Linked DNA regions of Anas platyrhynchos: region 2 is linked to region 1. A link is a contact called in public Hi-C data. All regions are on one chromosome and are shown on one strand. Each heading gives the region's core, a stretch centred on a gene start, on an enhancer-like site or on the middle of the called end of the contact. The rest is flanking DNA. Distances are from core to core; before and after follow the strand shown. Region 1 holds the start of DR1 (down-regulator of transcription 1). Region 2 overlaps BCAR3 (BCAR3 adaptor protein, NSP family member).

What was found. Hi-C and Micro-C count contacts between places; a contact is called where the count stands out from the background.
Region 2: a Hi-C map of F5 follicle shows a contact between it and region 1, with 2.0 times the contacts expected there. The contact joins the enhancer-like site here to the promoter of DR1 in region 1. A contact is called at or near these places in 2 of 8 Hi-C or Micro-C datasets (F5 follicle and skeletal muscle).

What each region holds. Positions count from the first base shown.
Region 1 is chr8:8,497,313-8,502,848 of IASCAAS_PekinDuck_T2T, reverse strand. It overlaps DR1 (down-regulator of transcription 1), which reads right to left and starts at 2,157. Exons shown (of 3, transcript XM_005026565.6): 1 at 1,600-2,157. The coding sequence starts at 1,819. LOC101801995 (retinol dehydrogenase 8) reads right to left here. Exons shown (of 6, transcript XM_021276937.4): 5 at 3,871-4,054; 6 at 2,590-2,973. The coding sequence ends at 2,740. LOC113844270 (a long non-coding RNA gene) reads left to right here and starts at 2,811. Exons shown (of 4, transcript XR_003498710.3): 1 at 2,811-2,939; 2 at 5,323-5,424.
Region 2 is chr8:8,576,160-8,582,384 of IASCAAS_PekinDuck_T2T, reverse strand. BCAR3 (BCAR3 adaptor protein, NSP family member) reads left to right here. Exons shown (of 12, transcript XM_005026553.6): 6 at 343-443; 7 at 1,522-2,159; 8 at 3,983-4,098; 9 at 5,210-5,381; 10 at 5,519-5,630. Among named protein-coding and RNA genes, the nearest start is that of FNBP1L, 57 kb to the right of the region's middle. Within about 2 kb of position 2,879, at least 5 of the 8 cell types and tissues checked have an H3K27ac peak or open chromatin away from gene starts, as enhancers often do. A contact at or near this core is called in F5 follicle, where this site is marked.

The sequences.
Region 1 (5,536 bases), core at 908-3,407:
TGAAATGCTGTCCCTATATACAGATCTCTGCTGTTTCCACACCTAACAATCTAGACCCTCATACTTCACAGAAGTACCAGCTGCTAACTGACCAGCACCTGGCACAAGCTAGCAGCACACACACCTCCCCACAGGTGAGGACTGCAGTAAGTCCAGGTACAGTAACTCCCACCTCCAGAAGCACTACAAGAAGGTACTGGAAGAAATTTTCTTCAGCAGTATCTCAATAAAATGGAGAAACCTAGTCTGAAACAAACTTTTACTAAGTCAGATAACACAAAGACACAAGCTCACCAAGATCCTCAGTTGGAAACCACCTGCCGATGATACACACATAGACATTCTGATTTCAGTTTGTCTTCAAAATAAATAAAAAACAATAATCCTCTGACAGCAATAGGTTTTCTAAGAACCACATTTACTGAGCATAAAATACTGCCATACCGGAATTCTTTATTGTGCTCAACCTTAAAGACTACCTCTACCCACATGTTAAGAACTGAGCTCCAAACTTTCAAGGATCACTTGAAAAAACTATCCCTGCATTGAGAAGCATCACACCCAAAGAACATTTCCATGTGCAGGCACCTGCTTGACTCTTCACTCTCTGAGCTTCTGTAACAGAGCTGCTTTGCTAAGCTTCCAGGTATACATCCTTTTTATTTAACATTAAAGCTCACCATATCTTCTTTGCTGTTCATAGCCTTGTCAAGTACTTGAAACACTTCTGGTAAGCAAGCTGATAGGAATCAAATTTTGTTTTGTCTGATTGTTTTAAAACAGGGAATCTAGCAGCCCATTACAAAATGAAACTTTTTTTTTTTTTGACTGACGTGATACCTTCACAGTCCTGGAAATAGCTCTACTGCAAGTACTACAGATTACAGCTCAGCCAGGCAGTGAAATGAAGCACCCTTTCACTATTATTGCTACAAGTTTGTTTGCAGCAGTCCCTGGCTTCAACCATCTTCGCTTAAAAAACAAAGCAAATGGTTTCTGACAAAAGATGCCTGCTGCAGACTTACCCATGAGGGAAGAAAACTCCCTAACTAGGGCAGAAATTAAAGAAAAAGTAAACAAGACACAAAGAGGAAATTTTAATTCAACAATGGGAAATAGAAGGCAACAGCTGAAAAAGATGCAAGGAAATATGTCTCGTTTAAGTGCTCTCTCCATCAGATATGAATTATTAATATTAAATGATCATACTTGGTGGGTAACCCTGGGGAAATATTTTACTCTTTGTAAGGTCCAGACAGGAATGCTCTGGGTTAGAAACCGGACCCCACATATCCAATCGCGTCTCTTTTGTCAGTCTCCAATAACATTCAGTAAGTGCAGGTCTTGCTGTAAAATAAACCTGCACAGCCATTCCAAAACGCAGACCTTATTTCACAGCTACAAAAAAGGTTTATGAAGGCAGTGACTTCTCCCAAAGAATCGCGGACTCCTCTGAATCACTAAACAAGGGCTGATGCCAAGCACGCTCACCACTCACTAGCCACACAGCCAGCCTTCCCTCGCAATGCAAGAAGCCACAGAGGAGAGAGCTGCGCGGGGCCAGGAGCGCCCCGAAGCCCGGCTGCCGCCGGGGCTCACCTTGTATGACGTGCTCGGGGGATATGGTCTTCTTCTCGGACTTGTTGCAGATCTCGTTGGCCTCGGAGGAGATGAGGTGGATGAACTCCGTGCAGCAGTTTACCACCAGCTCCCGGGCGTCGTTCGCCACGCGGACGTTGGGCAGCGTCTCCTTGATCATCTTGTTGATGGCAGCCCGGGGGATGGTCAGGTCGTCGTCGTTCCCCGACGAGGAGGCCATGCTGGCTGCCGCGCTCAGGGGCTCCCCCTCGCCTCCAGCGCGGGGGGACCCGGCGAGGGGCGGCGGGCGGGGAAGGGCCGGGGGCGGCGCTGGGCGAGCGGCGCGCGGCGGGCCGGGAGGCGCGGCGGGGCTCGGGGCTCAGCGCTCCTCCGGCCGCGGCGCCTGCCCCGGCCGCCTCCGCCACATCCTTCGGGGGCCGGCGGCGCCGCCTCAGGAGCGGCCGGCGGGCGGGCGGCCGCAACACCACGCGGGCCCCGCTCCGCTGGGCAGGGCAGGGCCGGGCCGGGCCGAGCTGCGCTGCGCTGCGCGCCCCCGGCTGCGCTCCCCGGCGGCGGCGGCCGGGCCGGTGCTGAGGGCGGCCGCGAGGCGGAAACGCTCTGACTGCGGGCTGCGCGGGGCGGCGCTTCCGCCGGAAGCCGAAGCGCGCTTCCGCCTCCCGCCTCCTCCCGGCCTTCCCGCCCAGCGCCGGAAGCGGCGGCGCCGCGGGGGGCGGGGTCACGTGGGGCGGCCGGGCCGGGCCGGGGGCTGAGGGGAGCGGCACGTGACGCGGACAGGGGGGCGCCGGGGAGGGGCCCGGAACGAGCGCGGGGCTGCGGCTGCGGGGCTGCTGCAGGAACAGGCAGGCAGTGACCCACACACAGCACAGTGTCAGCAGTGAAGAAGCACGGGTTATTTTTTGTATGTATATATTATATTCCGTATATTAAATACTTGAGAACCAGTCAGTGCTTGTTTCCATGAAAACACATCTCTATAAAGCAGACTAAACCTAGAGTTAAGAGGATTTTAATTTTAAGGTCTGGCAAACTAAAGTTGAAGATACATGCATTGAGGTTAATATCTTGGAGCTTACATCAAATCATAAGCCATTTAACAAAATAGTAACTGCAACCAATGTTCCAGTTTACACAATCTCGTGCTTATTGTGAGGGTTTTCCTAGGTCAAAGCTCTTTCTGCTTCTCCACCTTAGCAATTTGATAAAGTTAAGACTTGCACTGAAGATTTTGTCATGATGAAAAACCATTTTGTAGAATATATCAATGGGTAGATCTCCATTTGGATCTGCGTATTTGAGAGTTGTCATCGGCGTGTACAAGGTGTTGGTCTGATGGCGAAAAGGTGGGTTTTCTGCAAGAATTATCTTTACTGTGTGCTGTCAAGAAAGAAAAATGAGATCTTTAAAGAACCCTTACCAAAATAGTAAGTTGAACATTTAGTTTTCAACTAAGGAGAGGAAAAGTGGAAGAATAAAGTTTTAGAACTGTGTAAAATGCTGCATGTAGTTTTATGAAAATGTCATTACATTTTTTTTTCTTAAAATAATGTTAAAGCCAGAAGTACTTATTCACGGTCCTAATTCTGTTCATCTACAGCATGATGATAGCACTTTACACTTAAGTATCCTGCATAGTCCTCCAAAGTTATCCCTGTGGGCCCACAATAGGTGGATACTTTCTCTTACTGTTGACTGGAAAAGGATCAGAACAGTGCGCTTTGCAGCAAGATAGGGAAGCTTCAGGTGACACTTGAAGCTCCTCAGTAGTAGCCAGCACCTGAAATTGTTGTCCCCTTCCTGCAGACAGCCCTAAACACCAGGAACTATGTCCAGGTATTTTCTATTATGCCTTGGTGTTGTACGGTAGCCAAATGAACTTCATATTAGCCTTGCATTAGTGAAGGGAGTATTAGTGAGATAGAGAGGCTTTAAACAAAGGTTCCCAAAGGTAGGAACCCTGCAGAGACAGAAGGTAGCACTGTGGGATGCCCAGACTTCACTGGGTCCGTGTCCCCAGTCACGTGTAAGTTACAGTTCACAATAGTCTTAAATTGCAAAATGAACATTCTTTTAATGTTCTTACTGGTTTTGTTTAAGACTTGAAATTCTCTCAAGGTTTTTAAAATTATTTTAAATTACATAAATTCCATGTACTTAAATCTTAACACTTCTACAAAACAAACAAACAAAAACAAACAAAAAAACACATCACCAACCAACTGGTGCATTCTTAAATTAAAAATATACAAGAGAAGAGATTTGTTGGTAGGTTACCTCTGCAACATCCTCAGCACTTTGTCCCAGGCTCTGGAAAATTTGTTTGTAATTTTTAAGGTAAATATTAGTAAACATCTCAGCTGTTTCCTCATCTGCAGCTGAAAGATCCATTTTCATTCCATCTTCAAACACTTTTCTTTCAAACTCTGTAATCACTGGGCCTGGTTCAATCAGACTTAACCTATTCAAAAGCCAAGATATACTGATTACGGACTACTCTCCTCATGGGAAACACACCTCTCTATACTTCTTTAAAAAGTACATTAAAGAATTGCAGTCTTGATTACATGCTAGCAAGCAATGTTAACATTATATTTTGACAAGGTGATCAATAACATGTTGAATTTATTCAATGAATACTGAATTATTGAAACTCCTACCCATCCCCATAGATCAGAAAGTCTGTAGAGCTTAAATTTCAGGGAAGCACAGCAACTTAGTTCATATGGAAGTGCATACAGTTGCTACCTGCCGTCTCACAGATGTAGAATCTGAAAATTATTTATCCACAAGAATTTCAGAAGTACAAAGAAAAAATAACTTCAGGATCATAAAGTTAATATATATATATATATATATATATACACATATATATATACACATATATATATGGACAAAATCCTACATAGATTTGCTACAGCTTTCTCATGATAATATTAGAAGTAGATTAAAGTTGCAAAAACATGGATTTTATTTGTCAAGCTGTCAATATCACATAACTCAAGATTCCCCTACAATACCATATAAAACAAAATACTGAGAATTTTGCTGTTGATAGACCAATTTGGCTGCTGCCAAATATGGAAAAATTGATTTTGATACTGGTCAGATCTTTTCTGGTTCTACTCTCAGACAGTAATTATCCCCAGTCACAACTTCTAAGAAGACACTCCTTGGGATAGGACCTCTTCATAGGGTTGAATTTTGGGCAGGCTCTTCTTTAGAACTAAATCTACAATTGACCTTGGCAGCAGAATTCCAACTGCTGCTGGAATAAAAGCCTTTTCTCCTGCATCACTCTTCACACTGGACCTTGAACTTTTCCTGTACTACATTCTGCACACTACATTTTTTAAACCTTCTTTTTTTCTGTTTTTGCTTTTTATTATTACAATACTCATTTTAAATCTCTCCAGGCTTTTCAGAGATTTATACAAAATCAAAGTTTGATTTATACAAAATCAAAGTCATGTAATCCCATGACAGCAGCTGTCTCTTCTCCCACTGTACAGGAGCTAAACACTCAAGCATACAGAGATGCAAGGGATGTTTAACCGTTGTTGGACTTCACACAAAGAACGGTGGGAGAATTATACCAAAGTGAATACATTTGACAAATCACTGAAGTCCCATAGACAACAAACAGGACTGTTCTCTCAAATACTGTTTTAAACACCGAAAAATAGTACTGCATTCTTGTTGCTTTCCTCCCACCTCCTGTCCTTATAGGAATCTCATCCTGTGATCCTTTCTGATGAATTTCTACATGCTGTCTTTGAGCCCTTGACCTCTAGAAAGGACTGTTATCCTTTTAAAAGGAAAACATTACAGGTTGGTATTATTTTATTTCTATGATATTATATGCAAGAATCTGTTTTCAGAAGTATTATATAGAGTATATTTTATCCAAACCTAAAAACCTCTAACTGTCTATAAGAATGTT
Region 2 (6,225 bases), core at 1,630-4,129, 79 kb before region 1:
TAAATATTTCTGTATTTTCCTGCTGCAATAAAAATACCAAGTATGGGATAATGGCTACTAATTTCAGTGTCCAGATTGAAAGTTCCATTAAAACGTCTCAGCATTCAAAGAAACACCCTCATAAATGCTGGAAGTGCACACAGTATATGGCCCATTTCATTGCTACCATACCAGCATGAAGTACTTTCTGATCTTACAAGTTGCCCAAGTAGAAAGCTGATGATCTCAGCCATGATTAGGCTATGTTCTGTCAGTTAGATTGGTATATTAAGATTGTTGGATATATTGATATATTCGTGTTGTGTGTATTGATGTTTTTGTTTGCATTTTTGTCTACCCTAGAAACAAAGAAAAAAGTGGTAGCCAGCCAGCTAGCTTGGATCATGTTCTGGAGAAAAGATTCCCTTTAAAGACTCACCAGTCGGAGAGCTACCTGCTGATTGGTATGTTTTGTAATTACACGTTTTACACACACAAGCAGTGAGCTCCCAGGTGATCTGTTACACTTCAGACCAGAGTGAGACTGTAGAGTGTTCTAAGTACTGTATATACAGTTAGTACTTATTGGCCTATATAAGCTGAATTAATATACTGATTGCTCTTTCAGTACAGGAACAGGTTCTTTATTTCCAGCGTGCCAGCTAGTTCATTACTTCAGTGTGCAATTCAGCAGGCTTCCACACACAAAAAAATGACAGCTACACTTGGCATTGATATTTGTTTCAACAGTATTTCGTGTCCTTGCTTGTGCTTCACGAGAATTGTCTCACGTCTTTCTAAAGGTCTGTTAAGTAGCATTCACTTCCATGGAAATCCATGTTTCCTTGAGAGCAGTTCCTTGGGAACAAGCAGTAAAGCCACTTAGCTGTAGATACCAGCAAATGCAATGAGAACTGAGATTGGGAATTAGGGTTCAGGTTTGTATGGGATGTTGAGGTTTACGTATGCAATGAATACAGTATGAGGCATAAATATTTAACACAGAAGTATATGAATCTATTTCTTCAGATCTTCAAATCAGCTACTGTTTAGCAAAGAGATGAGCATCCCTGAAATTCATTCCTTCCATACCTTACTACGTGCTCAGGCTTGACTTTGGGAAACTTTCATCTTAAACTTACCATTCTCAGAAATGATTCATCTCTTATGTGGTATGGCTGGAAGTTTCTGTTTTTATAGCATAGATCAAGTTACATAGAAACCTCTTATTCTAAGCCATGGAGGCTCTCCAGCTCTGACATTATAGCCCATGTATGCAGCAGGGACTAGAGTTATTGTCAGCATTACCACAGAATAACATTATAGTGCAGCTGTTCTGTGTATTTGGGATTTTGGGAGGATCAGCAACTGAATGGAATTTGCTGGCTAGCTCTTTCCTCAAAATACAATTTCACATACATTTAATCAGTGAATAATTTACATGAGCGGGCGATTTCCTCAGGAATTGTATATGTTTTGGCCTTCTAAGTCACTGTACCATAAAAATAGTAACTTCTTTTTTCTTTCTGTTTTCTTCTGCAGGTTCAAGACATCCTTCTCAATTACCTGAAGCAGATGCAGACTCCTGTCCAAGCTCTCCTGCATTTAGAACAGGCAGTGAACCTTCTCTAAGCCCAACAGGTGTTCAGAAAGTCACCTCTGAGACACAGGTAGGGGAAGCTCTTAGAGGATCAGACAGTCAGCTCTGTCCAAAGCCTCCACCGAAACCCAGCAAAGCATCCCTGCTAAAGGCCCCAGATTCTCCTGTGGCTTCCCACAGTTCAGATGGACACTATTGTGAACTAAGTCCTGCCAGAGATCCTCCAGCAACAAAACATTTGTGTCAGAAAAACAGCTATGTGGAGCATCTGGCACGAAAGGAGAAGGGAACACACTCATTCAGGAACTCTGAAACAAGTTATCTGATCCTGGATGATGACCCTACAATGAACTCTGCAGATTGTTCAGAAGATTCAACTGAGATGGCTGAAGACAACAGCATGTTTTCTGCACCTCTTTTTGAGACAGTGTCTAGTTTTAAACCAAATGATTTTGAATCCAAACTACTTCCTCCTGAAAACAAGCCATTGGAAACAGCAATGTTAAGAAGAGTGAAGGAGCTTTTCACCAAGAACAATCCAAAGGTTATTGCACAGCATATTCTTAGGATGGACTGCAAGGTAAAAAAAGAAAAAAAAAAAGTAATTTTAGAAAGATTTTTTTCATTATATTTTATATTGTATGAGCTTAGACTTTCCAAACATTGATTTGAAAAGATTAATGTGTAGATTTGCAGCTCGTGTAATAAATTTGTTGACTTGCTTACAGGATTTTTTAGGGTAGGATTTGTTTTTCCATTTGAAGAACAAGGCCAAAAAGTCCTTTGGATTACAGGTGCCTTCCAGCAGCTTTGACTTTAGACTCAAATTCTCAGTGCTCCATACATCTCGTTAATCTCCTGTCAATTGCTGTGGATCTGATTCTCATTTAGCGTTGGCTGCTGCTACATGAGGCTTCAGACACATGGTGACTCAGAAAAACTTGGTGTAGGGGCATGTTAGCTTAGAGCAGGACAGCAGCTCTCCAGGATGCTCATGTACGAAGGGGGAGCCTATGGGTTTGCAGCCTTCCTCCAGTAACCATCTCCTTATTTTAAAATGTGTAAACTTTGGAATGGGGCCAAGGAAACTAGCCTGTAGGTAGTGTGGGAGCCTGTACAATTAGTTAAGAGGCACTGGAGTGTCTTAAAGATCCAGATTTTTGTATTTTAGAGCAGGAACAGTAACTAGCTGGGACAGGTAGAGAGAAGTCTGTATTTTGTCGTCTTCTCGTGGAGCTGAGAGCCAGTGACTTATTCACTGGTGACTTGTTGCATACTATTGCACTGATAAGAGCAGTATGATACAATGAGATTGGCATGCGAACTGGGCCAAAATGAATGCTTTGTACTGAGATCTGTGATAAGGCTGAGATTTGTAGTCCTCCTTGTGGTACCAGGAGCTCAGTTTTCCTCTTCAATAATGGCATTTATATATATATATTATATATATATCATATGTATATAGAAAATTTCATTTGTGAAAGAAGCACCCATTCATTTAGTGATGCAGTGAATGTCTGCCACCTGGATGCCTGAGGAGGGATCTTTGTGAAGTAGTTGCAATCAGGGTGTATCCAAGGGCTTTGTATCACACTCCTGCTTCTCTAGGAGAGAAACAGGTTTCTCAACAGTGCTAGATTTTGCACCAGCAAGGCTTGTTGTGACAGATTGCTTTCATCTTTTCATAACCAAGAAAGCCTGGTGATGGATGTATCAGAAATAACAGGCAGATAGGTCTGTAAATGTGTCGATGTACAGCCCTTAATCCAGCAGATAATCTCTCATTATATTAATTTAGTTTTGCCTGTAATTATCATATCTAATTGTTACAGATATAACCAGTAACTAATGCTGTCTGTTTAGAAAGCAAGGACAAATTGGTGAGGGTGGCAGCTTTCCATACTGACTTCATTAGGCACTCAATGTTGTGTCCTCCCAAAAGTCCTTTTACTGATTAATCCTTATGAGAACCCTCTAGTGTGAACTCAACAATTCTCTGCAATGCTGTATTTTTAGAAATGACGAGAGCAAAGCACACTGTGTAATGTGCAGGTACTTTAAGGCCAAAAAGCAGTACCATGTTGATTAAGCATCAGGACAAGAGAGCACCACATTTCCTGGAGCTTGCATACAAAATTTTTACTGGGTGTGAAAGACATAAATTACAGCATTTAGGTCACACGTTTTTAGTTTTGTGATGAAAAAAGGCCTTCTTATATGATGCACCAACTGTCCGTAAGTTAATTAAGTTGTTCTTAGATGACTATTCTAACATTATACACTCAGCTGTGTGTGTCCTGCTCTAGCCTGGAGTGCCTCTTTGTGGGCAGGTTTGTGGTAGTTCTGTTGTTGTTATTTTAAAAAAAGTTTCAAAACTAAAACACAAATTTTTGCACTTGTCAGGTGGCAAGGATATTGGGAGTTTCTGAAGAAATAAGGAGGCTTATGGGAGTGAACTCTGGTCTTGAACTGATTACCCTGCCTTACGGACACCAACTGCGCCTGGACCTAATTGAAAGGTAAATGTTCCTGTTACACAGGGCCTATGAAGTTGAAGGCATTGCTGCTTTGCACTCAACATCTCCTCAAAGAATGCACTCTTGCAAGGTTTTCTAAATTCATGTGTACAGAAGATAATTTAGTGAGATATTTTATCACTTCTTTGGCAAAAATAAATTCCTTGAGATCATAGGGCAACTCCATCCTGGTAATATAGGGAAAGGCAAATGGTATGGAAAGCAGGGTCCTAGATTTACTGAACATCTTCAGCTCTCATTTAAGCACTTGGATTTTAGGTAAAGTTCAGAGGACCTATGTTCTATCTGAGCATGTGTTTGTGGTATAGAATGAAGATAATATTCTTCTGCAACTGGGGAAAAGGGCAGAAGAACTGCCCTTAAAGTAAAACACAAAAACAATCCAAAAAAAAAAGCCACCAGAGATCAGCAGTTTTCTGTAAAGCCTCTGCACAAGTTAAGGCGTAATAATTAGCATCTTCTATCCTGATCTAGTTTCTCTGATTCAGATTTCAGTAGTTCAGCTGCTGAAATTTAGGGGGAAGATCCCAAGATTTGTGTGGAGGACAACAGGAACTGGGTGGAGCTGTTTTCTACAGGGTTCAGTCATTCATCGCATGACTGAACTGAAAAAGCAGAACTTTGTGTTCAAAACGTGAGGGATAGCCAGCCAGCTAGCATGCTATAAAGTGTGCTTGACATACTCAAGTGTGGAGTGAAATTAAAAGTAACGCATTTGGCTAGTTCAGGCAGTCAGTCATGATCTGTGCTTACTGTTGAGTGGACTTCACAACTACTATCCTACAACACTGGCAGGCCATTAACCAGGTTTTACCTTCCTTGAACAGAGTACCACAAGAGATCTGGCTGCACAATAGTAATTAGTATCTTAGGAGAATGTATTAGAACATAATTTTGGAAAAACATATATTCTGTGTAATGGCACTGCTGCTCTTGGTACAAAGATATTTTTAAGAAGAGCAAATGAGAATGTTTGCTAGGTACAAAATGTTGAAATAAACCTTTGAATTGATCTTCTCTGAATTAATGTATAGCATAATGTATTATTATTTTACTAATTAATAACTAGCAGTACAAATTGTTTCACTTGCAGGCATAATACTATGGCAATAGGAATAGCTGTGGATATCTTGGGTTGCACAGGAAATCTAGAAGACAGAGCCGCAACATTAAACAGGATCATCCAAGTCGCAGTGGAGCTGAAGGACTCGCTGGGGGATTTGTATGCGTTTTCTGCCATTATGAAAGCACTGGAAATGCCACAGGTAAAAATCTGCTTTCACTTTATGTTCCAAAACATGGAGTTGTTTGTTGGTTCATTTTAACTAATTTACACAGTAGCAGTGTTTCTTCTGTGAATTACTGAAGTAAAAAAATGGATATTCCTATTTCATTTGAACAGGTCACTAGGTTAGAACAAACCTGGACCTCTTTAAGACATCATTATACTCAGACTGCCATTATGTATGAAAAGCAGCTGAAGCCGTTTAGCAAAGCTTTGCATGAAGGACAAGGTGAGTGGAAGAGTGAGCAAGAATGATACTGTTTTCTGTTTAGATTTTTACCTCTCCCCACTACCACTTGCAGGTGGAGGGACCTGAGGCAACTGCTGTTTCATAACCATGTATCATAAATTGACTACATGACCTTATACAATGTAGATTAATGAAATAGAATGAAACAATGAAATAGAAGGAAACAGTCTGCCAGCCACACAAGAGCATGTGCTTGTATGCCTGCATCCATGTAGAATGTAGCATTGTGTGAATGTAACATGTCTGCTCAACCCCATGCCCACCTCTGTGGAAGATGCAGCAGAGCAGAAACTGAGAGGAATGACTCTGCAGCATCTTGCTTCAAAGACGGGACAAAAATCTCCCTCATCCTATACAGGGAAGATAAAGGTTTTTTCTGGCAGCTTTTGCTTTTTATAAGCTTTGCCTATAGGATCAGAAGATGAATTCTGAAATACAAAGAATGGGTTAGTCAGATAATTCCTCTGATCACATCAACTGCTCCTGCATCAGTCTTTTTGTTTGTTTGTTTTGGTTTTTTTCAGCCCTAGTCTCCATAGGGGTGTAAGGGGGAGGTAATATTTCTCTGAACATT